2 separate regions of the Mus musculus genome follow, and region 2 is linked to region 1. Evidence: chromatin contacts called from public promoter capture Hi-C data. All regions are on one chromosome and are shown on one strand. Each heading gives the region's core, a stretch centred on a gene start, on an enhancer-like site or on the middle of the called end of the contact. The rest is flanking DNA. Distances are from core to core; before and after follow the strand shown. Region 1 overlaps Cab39 (calcium binding protein 39). Region 2 holds the start of Gpr55 (G protein-coupled receptor 55).

Evidence for each region. Promoter capture Hi-C pulls out the DNA fragments that hold promoters and counts their contacts.
Region 2: a contact with region 1 is called in a promoter capture Hi-C map of the HPC-7 cell line. The contact joins the promoter of Gpr55 here to the enhancer-like site in region 1. A contact is called at or near these places in 5 of 39 promoter capture datasets (the C10 cell line, the HPC-7 cell line, cranial neural crest and 2 more), 1 of 115 datasets of contacts at active chromatin or transcription factors (the HPC-7 cell line) and 2 of 9 other capture datasets (adipose tissue and liver).

Annotation. Positions count from the first base shown.
Region 1 is chr1:85,835,413-85,841,582 of GRCm38.p6, reverse strand. It overlaps Cab39 (calcium binding protein 39), which reads right to left. Exons shown (of 9, transcript NM_133781.5): 3 at 6,096-6,170; 4 at 4,179-4,297. Among named protein-coding and RNA genes, the nearest start is that of Cab39, 45 kb to the right of the region's middle. Within about 2 kb of position 3,347, at least 174 of the 459 cell types and tissues checked have an H3K27ac peak or open chromatin away from gene starts, as enhancers often do. A contact at or near this core is called in the HPC-7 cell line and adipose tissue, where this site is marked.
Region 2 is chr1:85,958,238-85,965,239 of GRCm38.p6, reverse strand. It overlaps Gpr55 (G protein-coupled receptor 55), which reads left to right and starts at 4,185. Exons shown (of 2, transcript NM_001033290.2): 1 at 4,185-4,405. The region is part of intron 1 of Gm41905 (a long non-coding RNA gene); the gene reads right to left.

The DNA of each region.
Region 1 (6,170 bases), core at 2,098-4,597:
ACATGTAAACCTCACACAATTGCAAGCCTCACTCTGAAGGTTTTACAAAGCATCTCTACCATGGAGAACCGGGGGATCCCAAGATCCTGGCACCTCCTCACTAACTCTGCAAATGCTGCCTTTTCCTTTATTCTCAGTTCCTCTCAGCATTTCTTCCTTTGTCATCATGAAGATCTCTCAGCTGGGCAGGCATCTCCCCTTCTCATAGACTTTCCTTTTCATAGACTGCTACCTGCTCAGACAGGCTGCTCTCGTGTTCCAAGATACCAATGTTGGCTCTGCCTCTTTCCCACCGACAAGCTCACATATGTTGTGTTTTTTGGTAGTCAAACATTTCCCAATACTCTAGTGAAATAATTATTTGGCCAGCAGAGACTTCCTCTTGGCTAAAACAGGACTGACCAAGATCTGTCTGTGTAATGTTCTCTGATGGTTCTCTTCTTGTCTATCTATGCCTTTTTGTTTTGGTAGGGTTGATCAAATTCAAGGCATTGTGAATACTTGGCAAGTATTCTATCACTGAGCTACAACCCAGCACTATCCCTCTCTTTAAAAATAGGGAAGAAAAAAGTCCCCCCAGTTCTCCTTTTTATTTCCCCGTGTTCCCCCCCTTCTTTCTGTTGTCTTTACCTGCTAAGGACAGCCCACAATCTCACAACCCCCACTGTGACTGAATTTCCTTTCCCCAGTTCACTCTTTCTGAAATGTGGCTGGGTATTTTCCAAAGTACCTGAAAAACCTCAGGAAAGGTCTATGTAAGTTGAGCATATCTAAGATGAAACCTCAACCCTGCCACTTAAAACCAAGACCTAACTTCCCACCCCCTCGGCTCTACATTTTGGCACCAGTGCTCTGTCTCTGACGCCTATCATCACAGACGTGCCATCATGGGGAAATGTTTTGCATCCATGCTGCCCATTATGGTGGCTACTAAGCCACAGGTGTGGCTATGCAAATGAGGGATGGAACAGCCATGATTTAAAGTTAAATTATTACACATGGTTAGTAGCTACCATACTAGCTTCCCTGCAAATCTTCAGCTTTCAGCACTTCCTACTTTAGAAATCACTGGGCCTTTTACTCTTCAAGTCTCTCTCTCAGCTCTACTTCCTTTCCTCTATCTCCACTGCCGCCTGCACTCACACTGTAAGAACTGCAAATGCATCCTAACCTTAAGCCAACAAAGTTTACCACCAGTGTTTCTAGCTTAGAGTTCAAAACTACTGCCAAACAAACTTCTGGGCACACTGTCCTCCTGGGTTTGCTGCTCTGGTACAAGCCATCACCTAGCCTGTCATAATAGGGTTCAGTTCTGCAGCTTACTGCTGCCTATCTCATGGTAGTCATTTTGGCTCCTGGACCGTTTTCACCAGTGATATCCCATCAGGATGCTTTCTTTTTTCTGTCTATGTAAATTCTAAGCTCTCTGCAAGTCTAACCTTAAAATGCTTCCTTTTTACAAACCCACTTAGCTGCTGAAATCCTGAAGTCTTGATTTTCTGCCTGGCAGCACTACCCCCTGTCCTTTAGTTGTACACGTCTGCCTCAGTTAGGGCACAGTACTCAGCATGTACACTGGCTCTCATGTGATTAAAAGGTCTGTTCACCAGATAGCTGATCATAGCATGAATCTTTGCTTATCTCTTATAAACAGGACACTTGCAAGACAAGGGTAATGAAGTTTAGGTTACAAGTGTGGCAGGTTTTTCAAGCTTGTCTAAATAATTAAACCATAAGCCAGTGAATACAAGGCAAACAGTTATGCTGTTCAACCTGTTAACACTAGACTGGGGATCACATTAGATTTTAAAAAGCTAGTAAAATACTGTTTCTAAATCCAGTCCATGCCAGTACTTCCTGTATACACACTAGAATCAGCAGTACCACCCCTAAAAGCTTCCATCAAAGTACTTAGAGCCTAATAAGTCAACCACATTGAACGTAAGTAATCTAAACTATTTAATCAGCTCAAGTACAGATATCTTAAAAGGTGGCTCACAGTGCTTTTTATAGAGTGCCACCTTCCAGGTCAGGCAGGAATCGTATGAACTGAGTAAGGTGTCAGAAAGCAAAGAAGCCATCACAGACCAATTGGGCTCTGCCAAAAGAACAAAGGAGCACACAATGGCCTGAGGTGGGACAACTTAAATATAGAAAAGTAAAGTTTACAATGGGCTAAACCAGCTTTGTGTTGGTTTATATACTGGCGGTCAACCTGACAGGATGAGGATCATCTAAGAGGCAAGCTCCCCAGCACACCTGTGAGGAACAATCTAGCCTAGGTAGCCTCAGCATGCTCGTTAAGGTGAGAAGGCAAGGTCGCCTCAACAATGATACCATCACCCCACGGGCTACAACTACTGTCATGGACAAAACAGAAAGGAAAAGTGAGCGGAGAACTGACTACCAGCACTCCTGACCAGCCCGTCCACCCTGACCCCCTCACCCACCCTCCAACTGAGTACAAAGTTAACCCTTCCTTCCTTGGACTGCTTTTGTCAGGACTATTGCAGGAAAAGTAACTAATATAACATCCAATATAGATTTTGAGTTAACGATGATGCTCAAACAATATATTCGCTCCTTATTCAAGTTAGTGGGCTAGAACACCAATGCACTAAAGCACGGCGCTGGCTTTCACCAGACTGTAGCTGTGAAAAGCCTGTGCAGTGCATACACGGCAGATGCATGAGGAACACGGGGAGCGCGGGGAGCAGCCTCGCCGAGCTGTGTGCAGGGAGAGAGGAGGAGCCTCAGAAAGCAGGAAAGATGCAAGGCTAATGGCTGAGGTGGGGTTGTGGGTAGGGCAGGCTTGCTGTCTCAGGTCCCAAGCCAAGCTTCATTCTAGGCCTTTCCTTCTTACCTCCTCGGCCAAGGACTCTGCTCACCAGCCCAGAGAGTTTTATGCTTTCTCTCTCAAAAATCTTATTTCAGCTTCCAGTGACAGCACATGCTTTTAATACTTTGTTCAAAAATTAGGGGTAGGTAGATCTTTTAAGTTCAAGACCAGCAGGGGTTACACAATGAGAATACAAAGGTTTTTGTTGTTGTTGTTTTTAATTCTATACATTGTTTAAAAATTATTTACATCAAAGCTACCATGAAGTAATAGGAAGTGTTAACGTTTAGATTTCAATAAACCTTTGGTTTCTATAACAAAGGAAATTCTGGTCAGTATCACACTGTTCTAAGAACAGTCAGATTTCAGACTATTCATATAGCATATTTTCCACAGGGACACTGGACCGATACAACAGTAACGGGTGAAGAAGCAACACAGATGGGTAGGAACAGAGAGGAGGAAGTAGGAGGAGCTGGCATGTGACATGTCACTGACTCATGCTTTGTCTAAACAAGTCTGAACTTGGGGGAAGTGTTAAACCATAGATACAAACCAAGTGAGGTAATGTGTAGGGAGCAAGGTCGTTCACAGCAGCAGTCAGTCACTGCAGTGGGCAAACATGCTTGCCCACTGGTTTAGCAAACACTGCCGATGCTGGAATGAGCTCAAGGGGTACCAGACAATAGTAGTGTGGAATTGACCAACTACCTACCCTGCCAGCCAGGTAGGCTCAGTGCTCAGAACGAAGAGGGTCTTTTCACTTTTGTTAGTTTAGATCTAAGTTTTGATTTTGTTTCTGAAATGGACAACTACCCAAATCAAATGCCTACTTAGCCTAGGAATAACTCCAGAAAGATGTGTAGTGACCTAGCAGCACATGTGCTCCTGAGTGAGGGTGAGCAGCATGCATGCCCCCACCCCCCAGCACCCCAAGAAGGCTTTCACTGCTGTGTGAGGTGTGAGGTGAGCTGAGGTGCAGAGGAGGCATCTCTGGACTCAACTTGGCTGGGATTTCAATGGACTTCAATGGTTTCTATCTCACAGAATACAAGTATGGCCACACTGGCTCTATTTCTTTCCTTCAGTTGTATTTGATTTGTGAACTTAAGGGCTCATAACTCACCCAATTTTAAGCTTGCATTCACAGGGTATTTTTGTGTTAGTCTAGCTTACAGGCCAAGACTTTAATGGGCAGTATATTCAAGATCTACGTAAAAGTGAGCTAAAACTACAGAGAATATCTTCCCATTTACCGACCTGGTTATCTTGTCCCACCCAAACAAACTTTTCTTTTTCTTTTCAGCTAAGAATATAAACTTTATCACATTGTACATACCCTTTCAATAACATGAACAAAATATTCTGTTGGGTGCAGATGTATTCAACAGTAGGAGTTCTTGTACCAATTTGTCTTCTGAGAATATTGTTGAAAATTTGAGCCACGTCTTTTTTGCCCTATTAGGAATACAATCATTAAAATATTTACCTGTCTAAGTATGAAAATGTCCATCCACCCTCAATATAAAGTCAAAGAGCCACTGTGTATTAGTTATGACTGGATATCTGACTTTACAACATTTGTAGACATTAAATTTCTAATTTTATCTATTTGTAATGACAAATTCTTAAATTTAACAGTGTGCAATTTTAATACAATTTTATCAACAAAGTGAAATCTCATTATAATCCACAAGTAATTTCAACCATCTCTAACTCTCAGAAGCATGCTGATTTGATTATGGGAAGCAGATGTTGGTAGCACACTTCCAATCTATAGGGATTTGAACCTTACAGAAGCGGATACTTCTGTTGTGAACAGTACAGTGTACACTTTTACAGAAACAGAAAGGAAGGAGATTATACTCTCAGTGTGATGACATTAGAGAATTTTTGGCAAGTACATAAACTCCTCTATTAAATTCACTCACCTAGGGAAGACTTAAATACATATTAAATAATAAAAGCACTAAGTATTACAAAGTTCAGAGATGAGTACTTTACAATACCACTGCACAAAACACAGACATATCTAGTGAACCTTAACAATCAGAAAGTTGCCTAAGAAATTAATAATTGACAAAAGGCTCCCAAGAGATGTTTCAGTATAGACACTGTCGTCCCAAGGCTGACAAAGCTCAGAGAGCACTGAAGCCCATGGACAGATCATTCTGGGGCCTGTGCTGGCTCAGGTGCAGTAATGGTAATTTTTACAAATCAGTCCCAGGGCACACACTTAAAAATAACAAACAAAAACAAAAACAGAAACCAATGCCTCTAAAGTTTCAAATGAATATTAAATTCAGTGTTCAGTTGAGAGAATAGGTGGAGACGGAGAAGGATCAGATATCCCAATTGCACCTCTCAAGTTAACAGAGAAAACAGTTTGATACATTATTAAAAATACACAAAATCAGTTGTATAAATGGAAATATCTAGTTCTATCTTCTCCATAGTAGGACAAAAATGTTTATTTTCCTTTAAGAATTATTGAAGTACCTATCCCTTCTTCAAACTTTACCATACCTCTCTCCACCAAAATTCACACAGATATCGAATTACGCAGGCAGATAAACACTGAGACTTAAAGCATACTCATGACATTGAAAGAGGAAGGTGCTTATGACCATGGAGACAGAGTACTTTGTGTATCTGCTTCTCAGGCTGGACTCAGGGGCCATTATCTTCATGAACTCACTATCTACCTAATGTCCTGATCCAATTGAATACACAGAGGCAATGTGGGTAGGGTAGAGGGAGCAGGCCCTAAGAGGAGAAGCCAGCTGTGCTATCTGCAGCTAGTCCAAGAATGAATGGCTTGGTTGTAGTTCCGCTCTAGCTGTGGGGCCACAGAGTACAGGCCCAGTATTACCAGAAATAAATTTTACAAAAGTCAGAAATTCAGAATTGTGAATAAAATCTGTTTCAACACTACACTAAATAAAAAATTTAAAAGCAGTGCCAGGTAAACACAAAACACATGATCTCTGCTGTAAGACATTTTAGGGTCTTCTAGCATTCTATGACGTTCTCTAGACTGTTGATTCCTTGACGCAGAGAGAAGCAGTTTATGAAACATAATCTAAATGAAAGAGTATCATGAACACCCAAGAACCTTCACGTGCAATGTGGTGAAATGTGTGTAATGTAGGTCAGGGGCCTGAGTCAACAGGGATCTTAAATTATTCCAAAGAATAGAATGCATGGAAAAGGACCACAACAAGTGCTATTGAGAATTAAGAAGCGAGTTTCTTACCTCAAAGTCAATGAGCTGTAAGTCAGCTACCAGGGTGCCGAGGAGCCCGCTATTGTACAGCTCCTGAGCCAGCTG
Region 2 (7,002 bases), core at 2,936-5,435, 120 kb before region 1:
GAGAGAGACTCCACTGTGCTGTGGATAGGGTGAGGAACTAAACTGCAAAGGTGAAAGTAGATATCATGAAGCCTGTGTGTGAAGGACAGAGATTTCATGGACCTAGAGAAGTGGGTTAGAGTCAGAGCTTCGACAACAAGTGGATGAGGTTTGGGTTGTGGCTCATCTTCTTCCATAGTTTGCAGTTGGCACACCATGCTTGTGCAGATGTGTGGGGTGATGTGTGAACCTTTCGTATAGGTTCATAATGACCAAGGCTCGTCCATCACCCCACACACTGGTTCTTTGTGATAAAACATTGAGAGATCTTTTCCCTGCCTAGAAGTCCACAGTAGTGTTGAGGATGTAGCGTGGTGATGGGAATGGGCTTCATATGGAAGATACCAAGGCTTCCATGCCCATCAGGGATGGGGATGGGAGCACCAAACACAAAATGATGATGGGCTGGGGCAAAGCAGCACACACCTTTAATCATAGAACTTGCAGACAGACTCGGTAGCAGTGGGATCTCTAAGATTCAAGGCTAGCCTGTCCTATATAGTGAGTTCCAGGCCAGCCAAGGCTACATAGTGAGACTCTGTCCTTGTCACTGTTCTGTTGCTGAGAAGAGACCTTGACCATGGCAGCTTTTATAAAGGAAAGCATTTAATTGGGGCTGACTTAAAATTCAGAGGTTTAGCCCATTATGTTTCAGGAAGCATGGCCACATACAGGCAGACATGGCGCTGGAGAGATTGCTGAGAGTTCTACATCTGGACCAGCAGGAAGCAGGAAGAGAGAGTGACACTGGGCCTGGTTTGAGCATTTGAAACCCCAAAACCCACCCCTCAGTGACATACTTCCTCCAACAAGATCATACCTCCTAGTAGTGCCACTCCCTGGTAACTAAGCAGTCAATCTATGAGTCTATGGGGTCATTTCTATTTAAACCACCACAGACCCTGTCTCAAAAACAAAACAAAACAAAACACAACAAACAATACATGCAATCTTTACTCTTTGACCACCCTCTCCCCATCCCCACTCCTCATCCTCCCCAGCCTCTGGGAATGTCCTTTTCTCTGCTCCTAGGAAGTGACCTGTGACCTGCGAGTGGGGTCGCTTGATGTTTGTCTTTCCGTGCCCTTTACCTTTGTTTTTTTGTTTTTTGGTTTTGTTTTTTTTGTTTGTTTGTTTTGTTTTGTTTTTTGTTTGTTTGTTTTTTCGAGTCAGGAGTTCTCTGTGTAGCTCTGGCTGTCCTGGAACTAACTCTGTAGACCAGGCTGGCCTCGAACTCAGAAATCCGCCTGCCTCTGCCTCCCGAGTGCTGGGATTAAAGGTGTGTGCCACCACTGCCCGGCTACCTTTGATTTTTTTATCTCCCGGTCCACTCGTGGTGATGTAAGTCACAAGGTTCTCTCCCTCCTTCCTTTCTTCTCCCATTCTGTGTCAGCATGTCACTATGTTTCTGTGCGCATGCTCCTGTGTGTACATTGTATGGAGGTCATAGGTCAATCTCAAGTGCCTTCTTTAGTCACTCTCTTCTCTTAGAATCGCTCACTAAGCCGAGAGCTCACTGACTGGGGACTACTAGACCAGCCCAGCACCAAGCTCCAGGGTCTTAATCTCTTCTCCCTGGGGCTCTGAGAGCAGGTGCACATGCCATACCTATTTCTTTTTAATGTGGTTTTGGGAGGCATCTAGCTCATGTCCTCTAGCTTATATGACAAGCACTTTATTAAATGAGCCATCTTTCCAGCCTCCCCTCCTCTCCCCTCCCCTGATCCCTTTCTCTCTGGCAGGGTCTCATGCAGTCCAGGCTGGTCTCAAATCTGTTAGTAGCCAAGGCTGACTTTGACCACTTATTCTTTTTCCTTCTACTTCCCGAGTGCTAGGATTCCAGGCTTGTACCACCACACTTGGCAGGATTCTGCCCTTTGTTAAAGGTCAGTAGTTTTCCATTTCCTGTTTGAGCTGTATTTTCTTATCTACTTATCTGTTGATGGACACCTAGGTGGACTCCATGTCTACATTGTGACTAGTGCTGCATTGAACACAGATGCATATAAGCACATACTCTCTCTCTCTCTCTCTCTCTCTCTCTCTCTCTCTCTCTCTCACACACACACACACACACACACACACCTCTTTGTTGCAGTAACTCCATTTCCTTCATCTTACAACCTAGCAGAGTGCTTGGTTTCTTAAGGGGCCATTGTAGGCAACTGAACTTCAGAGTGTGAATTGTGAAACCCACGGGGTTGCTCATCAGCCCTGCCTCCTGGGGCTTGGGAAGGATTCAGTACAGGCTGTTGCTGACAGATACAGATCTGGACTCTCAGGCACCATTACCTGAGATGATCCAAACCCCAGCCCTGCATCTCTTGCATGGATGATGCACATCTAAGGATCTTGTCACCTGAGCTCTCTGCCTCAGGTTCCTTCACTATAAATGAAGCCACTTGTAAGTGTTCCTGTCCTAGATGGTGTGGAGAATTAACTGACTTCCACACCCCCCAAAGTCACAGCCTATTGGCTAATCCCTAGGACATATAAAGTGGTGGGGGAAATGTCACCCTCAATGACATCTCCTTAAGCAGTCAAGGTAACTTAGTAATGCTAAGATTAAAGATGAAGATTAAATAATTAGAGTAGTGTGTGATTGGGAAGATACTTGATGACATCAGAGAGAGCAGAAGTGGGCACATCTGGGATGGGAAGCAAGTACTAGCATACTGAACCCACATTAGAGGCAGAGAACCTTCCCCATAACCCTGGCCGTCCAGTTCTTGGTATTGGAGAAGAATTTCTACTCTCCACCTCAAGATTTAAAAAAGCCAAGATTGTGTTAAAGATAGCCAAGAAGGAAGTGAATAATTGAGTTCCTATATCCTTGGAGGGTTTGCTAGCATTGTGTGGGGGGACACTTGGTCCCCAGATGGTGGCACTATTTTTGGATGTGGAGCTTAGGTAGAGGAAGTGGCGTCCTGTGATGACGTGCCTTTGAAGGTTGTATGGCAGCCTGGGTCACTTCCTCTCTCTGCCTTCTGTCCACGGTGAGGTGAAAAGCTTATGCCAGGCAGTCCCACTGTCATGATATTTATTCTGTCTCATGGTCCAGAAACATAGAGACAAGTGCTTTTGGACTGGGCCATCTGAGGGTGAGCCCAAGTCAATCTTCTTTTCACCAAAGATGCTTCTTGGTATTTGCTTACAGTAAAGCTAACTAAGACTGAAGATATTCTCATTGTTAAAAAGCCCAGGAAATAAAACCTTTGTGAGAGCAAAAATATAAGATATTGTAGCAGAATCAGTGATTACCATGCAACAGAGCCAAGGGAAAAATGTCCATGCATAGAGGAGGGGTAGGAAGGGATGGAGGGAGAAGGCTCACAGTGACCAAAGATAGAAACTTAGCACTGAAGCATGGAGGAGCATGGCTCTGAAGAGCGTGTGGAAAGAGGACAAGGTCTGCTCTAGGCACCAGAAACATAAAGAGAAATCTATCTTTTGAAGGGGCTCACTAGCCTCCCCATCCTCCATGTCCATAAGAAATAAACAAGAATGACTAGGCTAGCTGGGCATGGTGACACATGCCCTTAATCCCAGCCCTTGGGAAGCTGAGACAGATAGATCTCTGTGAGTTCAATGTCAGGCTGGTCTAAAGAGCCAGTTCCAGGTCAGCCAGGGCTATACAGAGACTCTGTATTAAAAATAGATAGATAGATAGATAGATAGATAGATAGATAGATAGATAGATAGATGATAGATAGATAGATAGATAGATAGATAGATAGATAGATAGATAGATGAAAGAAAAACTACAATTAAATTTCCTTTAAAAATGAGTTGGTGGCTGTGTCTTTGGGCAATGTTAAGGGGATCAGGGATGGCATCAGAGATGAGAAAATGTGCTGGATTTAGACAGAGGCGGAGTCACTGGTTCAGTCCAGGATTCTTCTCTTCCACTTCAAGTCAGACCTCCCTCAGCTCCAGTAGAAACCGAAGAAGATGAAGCCAGTGGTGTTAATGCAGGAGCCTGAATGCAGGAGGCCACCACAGTGACACAAGAGCAGGCAGGTCTCACACAGATGTCTAGAACTTCCTCCTTCTTTGAGCTCTCAGTCAACTTTCCAGGAAGGGAGAGGAGAGGCGGGGCATTCTAAGCGGCTGCTGTCCCTGCCTTGACATGAACTATCCAACACTTTGCTCTCTGTAAGCCGCTCATGTGACTGCTCTCAAGGTGGCCAGGCATCTTCAGTCTCCGTTGGTGGAGAATGTGGTCCACCTAGAGGGCAGGAAAGGGGACTTCTCTTGGAGACTTCAAGGCTGGGACTCATTGGTACTCCTAAGCTGTCTGACCACTCATGGGAACCATCTGGGCTTGGGGACAGAAGTGTGACCAAATCTGGGATTTGGAGCAGAGGTGAGACGTGTAGCTACTGTGTGGATGTAAAGGGTCCTTCCCCCACCTTCTCCCCTTGCTTCTCCTTCCCTAGTTTATCCTGCCTTCCCTTTGCTGCTGAGCTCCCTCCTAGGGCAGGTACCCTGCTACTCAGGATGATGCTGTTATCAATCCCAGCCTTTTCCCTCCCTCAGACACAAGCTCTAAAGGAGACAATGGCAGACTGACATATATCCATGGGGAGGAAGAGTCTGAATCTTTAGCTGAGTTGCTGGGTGTTGTTTATCTGTCCTCTCACTCCATCTGGTTTTGAGAAAGTTTCTACTGTCCGTCTTGGACAGACAGTAGACAAGCTGCAGAACAGGGAACCAGCAAGCACTTATTGATCAAATGAACTTCTGACCCCAGGTTATCGATGAGGAAGTTGACTAGGAGGAATTACAGAGACTTGTCAAAGGGGTGGGGCCACTCTCTCTGTTTGCTGGGCTTTCTTAGGAATCAGGGTGCCACTGGTGACCCTATGACTTTCTCTCAGTCACCCCATTCCCACTTCCTGTCCCAATTCCTTCTCAGCATGGCTGTTTCTCTTTCTCCGACCTTCCTTCTGCCCCTGTATCCAGCCCCCACGCTGCCCCATCCACTGAGTTGATCTGGGTTTAGAGATGAGGTAAAGGAACATCCAAGGTTTCCTTTTTATTGGTCAGCTTCCAATATGATGTTCCTGTTCAGTGTGTTTGTTCAAGGTGACCTTTGAGCAGCTCCTACTCCTGGCTGACTGGCTTTGAGCCTCTGCTCTTGTTGCTTGCAATCCTTAGACTTCAGCTACACAGAGGCAACCCACCCCTGTCTTCAGAGACAGTCCCCACTCCTGTCCCCAGAGACACCTCTATGTTTGGTCTTTCTGAATGTCAAGCAACCCTTGTGTGTGAGAAGACCTCTTAAGCTATTCTTTGTACCTCTGGCCTCTCTCTGCTCCCTGCCTCCCTGCCTGGCCCCGCTTAGGGTTAGCCTCTAAGCCTACACCCCTTAGGTTAATCCTTACCCCTTAGGTGAAACCCCTGCTGGGGCAAGTCTATCCCTCTGAATAGGTGCTGGGCCTTGATGGCTGAAGGGGTGAATGGAGTAGTGTCAGGAGAGGATGTGGTAGTGGAGAAACTCTTAGGTAAGCAGTCAGAAGAGCTTGCTTTGCGCCCGAGAAGGAACTGCTTCCTGGAGCTCTCTTGATGCCTGGTGCACTTGATGAAGTTGGAGGTATGTGCTCCAGTATCATCTCTTTAGAACCCCTTTGAAAGGAGGCAGGGAGCCAGCCCAGCTGTCAAAGCTTCTAGCTTGCTCTTAAGGAAGAGAGGGTAGGACGGATCAAGGCAGTGATCCCAGGCTTAGGAAACTCCCAAGAAACTTTTTTATTTATGCTTTTTCTGGTTTCAAAGGGAGCTAGAGAGAGAGGGCTCTGAACCATGGGCAGGTCTTTGCCTGCCTGCTACAGAGATAGATATTCTATCTTTCCAGGTTTTAGAGAGCACTTGGGGGAGGTGGGACAGTGATTGTTTACATAGCTTTACGAAATGTCTTCCTGTGTGTTTTTGACTCATGACCAAGCATTTTAAGCATTTAAAGAGCAAGCAACAGCAAGGCATATTCTTGAGAAACAATATATGAAGGAGGACGGTACACACCCATAATCCCATCTGTATGGTGAACCTGAGAGCAGCCTGGGGTACCTGAGAGCTTGCTCCCCAACCTGTCCCCCGTGCACAAAGAAAAAGAAAGTAGCAAAGACCAAAGGTGTGTGAGCCCCCTTTGAGTAGCAGCAGGACGGTGTAGACCCTTTGCTGGGTTTCCAGCCCCATGCTCTGGGTAACATGGCGGGTATGGGACACCTGTGTGTCTCTTGCCTGTCAAGCTTCCAGCTGCCCTGATCTTATGCCCTGGTCTAGACACTGCTTTGCTGTGTACAGCCAGGCTCTGGCTAGGGTGTGGCTAGGAACATGAAGGTATCTCACTTAAGGAAGTTCTGCTCCAGGACTCGTCTTGGCTCCTAGGACAGCTTAGTCTCTCTGTCCCGGTAAAGAGAATGTACGTAGCGTTACCCATCCCACAGCCTGGGGTTGATCAGAATGAAAGACAGTGGGGGCTTGGAATGGCTGTCACAGATCTGCCATCTGTACATTGAACACTGGGAACTTGAGCTCTGGAGGACCCCTGCTTCACACAGAAGCCGATATGTATTCAGGGAGCACCCGTGTACCAGGATGAATCACTCAGACCCACCTTAGGGAGTTTCTATTCCTGTAGACACATGAAAGTCACAGCATGCATGATCTATAAAAATAGCCTTGCCTTGATTCTCGGAGGGGCCCCCTAGCTCCTCCTGGCTCAAGTGCTGCAGTCAGCCTGGCTTTCCTAATTGCCTGAGCCGTATGAGGGCTCCTTGCTGAGCATCCTGCAGGGGCTGGCTTAGCTTTCCTTTGAAGAAGAGCCCCAGGAAAACATCTGCTCATCATCTTTGCAGACACCTGTGTGGGTCTGACATAAGCCCAGACTGCATCACGAGGACTTGCTCATATTCACGCTTTCAATATGAAAGTTTCCATTAACCACCGTCCTCTCTGGCCAGG